Linked DNA regions of Triticum aestivum: region 1 is linked to region 2. The links are chromatin contacts, called in public Hi-C maps. All regions are on one chromosome and are shown on one strand. Each heading gives the region's core, a stretch centred on a gene start, on an enhancer-like site or on the middle of the called end of the contact. The rest is flanking DNA. Distances are from core to core; before and after follow the strand shown. Region 1 holds the start of LOC123188388 (cysteine-rich receptor-like protein kinase 6). Region 2 holds the start of LOC123188384.

The links. Hi-C and Micro-C count contacts between places; a contact is called where the count stands out from the background.
Region 1: a Hi-C map of leaf shows a contact between it and region 2, with 3 times the contacts expected there. The contact joins the promoter of LOC123188388 here to the promoter of LOC123188384 in region 2. A contact is called at or near these places in 2 of 5 Hi-C or Micro-C datasets (leaf and root).

What each region holds. Positions count from the first base shown.
Region 1 is chr2A:207,985,659-207,989,067 of IWGSC CS RefSeq v2.1, forward strand. LOC123188388 (cysteine-rich receptor-like protein kinase 6) reads right to left here and starts at 1,339. Exons shown (of 7, transcript XM_044600475.1): 1 at 407-1,339. The coding sequence starts at 1,259.
Region 2 is chr2A:207,836,676-207,840,009 of IWGSC CS RefSeq v2.1, forward strand. It overlaps LOC123188384, which reads right to left and starts at 1,646. Exons shown (of 5, transcript XM_044600470.1): 1 at 1,406-1,646; 2 at 1,102-1,265; 3 at 910-942. The coding sequence starts at 1,136. It also overlaps the pseudogene LOC123191633.

The DNA.
Region 1 (3,409 bases), core at 89-2,588, 150 kb after region 2:
GAAATTTTCAAAGTTTCTTGTTGAGAGCAATCTTTCCCTCATCACTTACTTTTTCAGTTTACCAAGGTTTGTTTTGTCTCAGCTGTCCTACAAACTAATTTATTCCGAGTTCTTTACAGAACTCTGAAGACTGGATTACTTATTTTAGCACAACTGAATCAGACTGTAAAAAGGCCCCTGGCTGGTGTTGACACTCTATAATTATATGCTAGAATCAAATTAAATAATAGAAATTGATCCTGTCCACCTTGAGTTTGTACTTTTTGGTTTCTTCGCAGATCGAACCTCACCGTTTTACCTTCCCGAAAAAATAAAACCTCACTGTTTTTGTCCCTCAATTTTGAAATTACTTCTGGTCTAAAGACTGAATGGTGCAAATAAGATGAAATTATTTCTCCAAGCTCACCTCCTCCGACTGGCGGTGGCGTCACGTTGGCCGGCGCTGGAGATGGAGGTGCCCCCACGGATGGCGCCGGGAGCTGCAGCATAGAAGGCCCGGTGAAGAAGGAATACTGCTCATACCTGTAGTTGCACCGCAATCCAACAACCCTAGCACCCCGCCTCCCTGTTAAGTGCTGAGGGATGTACGTAATGATATCTGCGAGACAGCTCCGGCAATCTGCCGGTGACATATCCGGCCTGCACTGCGCCACACCGTAAATCTTGGGTTTCGCCTTGTCGATCGTCTCGAACCCCTCCTCCCCTGTGCCGAACCGCCTGGAGGAGTCAGCGGCCGCGTAATCCGCGGTGGCGTTCATGAGGACGCTCACGGCGGCTTCGAACACCTTCGCTGGCACGGTCACGTTTTCGCTGTTCACCAGCGTGAGGGCGTTGTTGTCGCCGTCGGTGGCGGAGAGGATGTCTTGGTTGGAGAAGCCAAGGTAGCAGAGGTCGTAGTAGACGGCGGCGACCTTACTGTAGGGGCAGAGCTGCTGCGCGTCCTTGAAGCCGTCGGAGACGCAAGCGCCGCAGGCAGAGGCGTTGGCGTCGCCGCGGCAGAGCGCGAGCGCGTAGACGATGTCCGGAACGGTGCCAAAGCTGTCGGCCGCGAATAGCGTCCGCGACGAGGAGGCGTTCTTGGGAAGGGTGACGGAGAGGGCCCGGATGTTAGCCTGGTAGGTGCTGTTCTGGTCGAAGTTGCCGTTCTTGCCGCAGTTCTGCCACTGGGAAGCGGCCAGCGGCGGGAGGAGGAAGGCAAGGAGGAGGGCAGCGGCGGTGGCGAGGTAGGAGGGGATGCGGCCGCGGTGGTGCGAGGCCATGGCGTTTGGCCGCTTGGGCGAGCCGACGAGCCGACGAGCTAGCGGTGGAAGATGCGTTGGTGGCGAGTGGCGACTCTTCTAAAGCAAGGTGTCGGCCTGTCGGGTGAAGCAGGGTAGAAGAACGCTAGGTTGAGGGGAGTACTGGAGGTGGGGTCTGGTGTTGACTCTTCTGGGGCTGGTTTGACTTGACTACCGTACTGGAGAGTCGTTGGTGGGTCTGAAAATGTGGGGCCACCTATAAATGCTAGCGGGGCCTAGGCACTCAGCCAGCTTCGGTGGCGGCTATCGGCCGTGTCAACTCGGCGACAGCGGTGGAGGACGCGACATGGCCCAGGGAACAACCGAAACGACCGGGGGAGGTACTCCACGTGAGTTTACGTGGCCTGTATGGAAACTTCAGTTCAGTTTTTCATGGTTTCGTAAGTGGAAAAAGATCTACCCTACTAGCGATTTCCGCACGACAAAGTGTCGAGTTAAGTCCTGTCGAACTTGACGGACTTTGCCCTCGCCGTGCGGGTGCATACACTGGTGCGTTTGGAATTCTTCTTCCTGGCATATTTTTCTACCAAATTCCTCCGCTTTATCCGGCACAGTTCCTTTGCTCGAGAGGCATGGTTCTTGCTATCTTTTTTTAAATACGACGAACAAGCACACGTATCATGTATTCGTAGAGAGAAAGAGCAAGATGCCGGTCCACTTTTTACAACCGGGGATTACTCTCCATTCCGCATAAAATCCAAGGGGACTACTCGCTACTAGCCTGCCTCCATAGATCCGCTAAGAACTCCCTTAGTTCCCCTTGAAGAGTTGAAGTAATCCTGGAAGTACCACAACATGCAAGAGCGGATTTGGGACACGCACATGCAGGGCCACCGAGTTTTCCTTGAGTACTTTTTTCCTCAAATGATAACGCCCAATCGTCGGGAATCTGGCATCTCATCCTGAACGGCTTCGTCGCCGTCAATTTATTCCAGCACGAATCACATAATGAATCGACCACGGCCCAGCTCCTCTTAGGCTAACTCCACCGCGCGACCTTAAACGGACGTCCGGATTGACCAGATTTTGTCTCTTTGGAGCGTCGATAGATTCGCACGTATCCGGCTTTGTTAGATGGGTCATGCGTGCGCCCACCGCGCGACCGCACCCCAAATCGTATCCGGGATGGACGTGAATAAAAAAATATAAAAACTAGAATGAAATAACTAAAAAAAAGTAAATAAACACATTTAAAAAAATATAAAACATATATAGGGGTTGGCCACAAACCGGCCCAGTTTCCACTACCACTTAAAAGGCCCAGTTTCATAATTAATATATAAAAACAAAATAAAAAAATGCACCCGCGCACTCCTGCCATGCCCGTCGGTGCCGTGGCCGTCACCGTCTTCACTGGCAGCCGGTGTCGTCGTCGTCGCTGACGAGGTCGACGTAGGCCGGTGGCGTCCACAGGTGGACCGGCGTCCACAGGTGACGGCCGCCATCTACAGCTCCGGGAAGGCGATGTCCCCGGCGGCAGAGAGGGCCATGGTCTCCTCCAGGCCATCCCACTGCCGCTCGTCGTGCGTGTTCATGGAGTCGTCCATGACACGCTGCAGGAGACGGGCCTCCTCCTCCGCAGTCATGCGAGGAGGGGGAGGTGGCGACGGAGACGAGGAAGGTGACGGCGTGGCCGTCAGGCCGCGCACCCGCGTACGCCCGCGCGCCTCTGCACATGGCCTCCGCGGCCCCGACACGGTGTCGGCGAAGTAGGACGCGCGCCGCACGTCGTGCTCGTCCTGGAGCCATGTGTCCCACATCGGGGAGTTGGGGGCATACCTGTGGTCGTAGTACAGGTCGTCGGGGAGGAGGCGGCGGCGGCGCGCGATCTCTTGACGGCGTGCACGGCCGCTCGCCGGGATCGGCACACGATCGGCGGACAGGTGCCAGTTGTTGGGGAGGTGGACGTCGCTCCAGGGGAGCGGCGTCCTCGTCTCCCAATAACGGCGACACACCAAAGCACGGACGTAGTGCCGGTCGCGCTCGCCGGCGGACGTGGGGGTGATGGAGAAAGCCGTCGGCGCGGGGGCCCGGCGTGGTGGTGATGCGGCCTCCTTCTTCCTGGAGCCGGCACGGCGCCCCGACAAGGAGCCGGCCTCGCGGCCGTGCTT
Region 2 (3,334 bases), core at 396-2,895:
TTACTCCCTCTGTAAAGAAATATAAGAGCATTTAGATCACTAAAGTAGTGATCCAAACGCTCTTATATTTCTCTACGGAGAGAGTACATGAGAAGCTAGTCCCAGGTAAATAAGCCACAACATGATACTTCTGATAATATGGTTGCAAGAAACTGTCAGCAGCATGAAATCTAGCATGTCCACACGATTAACATAACCAATATACTGTAGATGCGCTCAATGCTGAGTATTAATTGTCGTGGCTGCTCTAGAACAGTTTCTTGCAGACCATACTTCATAATTTATAAGGGATGCAGATTTCAACAACAAAAACTATAGGTCTCTCAGTAAAACAGAGAAAAAGAAAAGGTTAATTAATCTACCAGAAAATCATGATGACCAGAACACATTTGCAGAGCATACCGCAATTAATGATTGAGATGTGCATATACATTATACGTTGCTTGAGGAATACTAACGACAAAAAGGATAATTACAAAAAAAAATAGTTTTCCTAGGATTGTGAGCGTAACAGTTAAGTGCTCCCCTGTAATTTTTGGAGCAACAATTTACATATTTTTAGTGCATATGTTGAGAAACATTTGAGATCATTTCTAGCTTTACCATATTACCAGTTGATTGAACGAAATCCTCAAAATTCTTCTCTAGAATTGAAGGATTGGAACGTTAGCAATTCAACAAACAAAGCACATTGCCCAGCATCCGAAATAAGTAGGAACCGGAGAAATAGAGAAGAATCTGAACTGGACAGACAAAGTGAACTTTTGCATAATTATATGTTGGCTGGATGTACTAATACAACGCTACAGGTCGAACCCGCCTTCAGAGTTCAATTACAGTTCGGTCCGGCAGCTTGCACAGCATGTGCATGATAATATGGTGTGTATTTTCAAGCTTGCTCAAACTGACCTTGCACTGCAGACTCGTCCTCTCCTTTGTTTGCTGCATCGCCGAAGAGACAGCCCAGGAAGTGCGACAAAAAGAAAAGTTGTCTGAGAATGAATCACAGTTCTACTTCTCGGAAATTGAATTAACCCCAAATGAGCCATATCCAATTTCTAATCCGTCTGAGAGAGAGCAGGGGTAGGATGGGATGCAGACCATGGCCGGTTAAGGAAGATGGCCGCGACAGACATTCCCGCCTAGCACCGTCGGAGTGCGTCATGGGCGGCGGTGGCGAGGGCCTTGTTGGCCTCCTGCAGCTCCCCCCACCGCCTGCTCCTTCAGGCTCCATGTGTCGCTGTCAGTTGGCCATTGACTCGTCGCTGCAGTTGAGAGAGATTGAAAATACAGCAGGCAATTTATCAAACACCTAGCTGGCACATACGGGATGATAGCATGTCCAATCAAAATCTCTAGCCAAAATAGAACGACACCAAGAGGGCAGAGAAGATGGAAGGCTCACCAGGCCAAGACCGTCCGGCCCGTGGGATGGAGCAGGAAGCAGGTGCAACACACGAAGACATGGGTGATGCGGCGGCAGATCACGGACAGAAGGACGACATTCCACCTGAAAGTCGGCGCCTCCTCTCCAACGACCACCTCGCCCAAATCGATCCTCACCCAAGATGCCAAGCACCGGTGGTTGACCTCCTCCCCCAAATCAGCCCTCCTCTCTCTCTCTCTCTCTCTCTCTCTCTCTCTCTCTCTCTCTCTCTCTCTCTCTCTCTCTCTCTCTCTCTCTCTCTCTCTCTCTCTCTCTCTCTTGAAACACAAAGCACAATGCAAACCAGACGTTGTACGTCGGTTGCGTGAGCTAACGTCAGCTGAAATCACGAGAAAAAAAAACACAAGATCGCTCCCAGTCCCAGGGCTCTATTTCCTGGGAGCTTAGAGCATCTCCAGCCGGCCCTCCAAGAAGCCTCTCAGAAATATATTTTTAGTGCCGGCGCATAAAAAAAGTTTCAATCACGTTCTCATGATCTCACTTTTTGCCGGATGAGTGCAAAAATACAGCCGGCGAGACCAGACGAAACCCACGATCCGGGGGGCAGCTGGGAGGCACCGGTGCTTTTTCTGTTTGAAAGTAATGGCCTATGTCATCATTGACTTTGACAGCCACACTATCTTCAGTAACAAAATTTTGGATCCACTGACGCCTTCTCAACTCATTGTGATGCGTAGATAAAAAGAAGCGCGGTCAACTTGATTGGGGAAAGAGGTACAAGATCATAAGCGAAATCGCTCGAGGCCTACGGTACCTCCACGAAGACTCGCAGCTCAAAGTAGTCCACCGCGACCTTAAGGCGAGCAACATCTTGCTTGACACCAACATGAACCCCAAGATTTCCGACTTCGGCCTCGCGAGGCTCTTCAGGGGAGACCAGACGCAGGGCATCACCAGCCGTGTCGTCGGAACATAGTGAGTAATGATACCGTAACGCACGCAGCAATGCCGCGGCAGATGTTGCTAAACTAATCTTCCCATATAGGCAACTAAACTTCAACGCCATTTTTCTTATTGACCGTCGTCAGTGGTTACATGGCACCGGAGTACGTGTTGCGCGGGAACTACTCGGTCAAGTCGGACGTGTTCAGCTTCGGCGTCATGGTTGTGGAGATCGTGACGGGAAAGAAGAAGAACGACTGCTACACCTCCCGGCTATCGGAAGATCTGCTGACGCTTGTGAGTGATGTTCGTGAACATATTCTGGATAGTTGTCTCAAGATCGTTGCAGCACAACTCTTGACTGATCGCCACGAGCTCAATGATTCAGGTGTGGGAGCAGTGGACGGCCGGGTCGGTATCCGAGGTGATAGACCCGTGCTTGGGCGGTAGCTTGAGACTCCGCGGGCCGGCCGGCGATGTCGTCGGTGGTCATGATGCTCGGCAGCGACACGGTGTCTCTCCAGGCCCCGCCCAAGCCGGTGTTCTACGCCAGGAGAAACGGCTCGGCCACGTCCTCCAGCATGTCCACGGCGTCAGCATAGGGCCCAGTCCTGCAAGTTCAGAATAATGTAGCTGCAGGCTGCAGTTGCCAAAATCTAGCCCCGTCCAGTTTCAGAAAATGTACAGAAGGTCTGTCGTTTCAGAAAATGTACAGAAGGTCTGTTTGGATGAGAAATATTTTTCTTGGAAGTTCCGTAGTTTGCCCCTTAGGAGTTTAATCCAATATTAGGATCAAACAATGGTTTCATCGGTAGGGGTGTCAGACTGAACACTACTTTGTTATAATGTTTGCCAGGTTAGTCCTTGGATGACTTGGAAAAATAAAATACTGGAATCGTGTCAAGTTAGGATTAAGTAAATTGTTCGTTGGTTCACCCAGGATGCGTCCCCAAATGTACAATTTCAAAAAAAAAAATCAAGTAAGGTCGTGATGGGAATGATCAT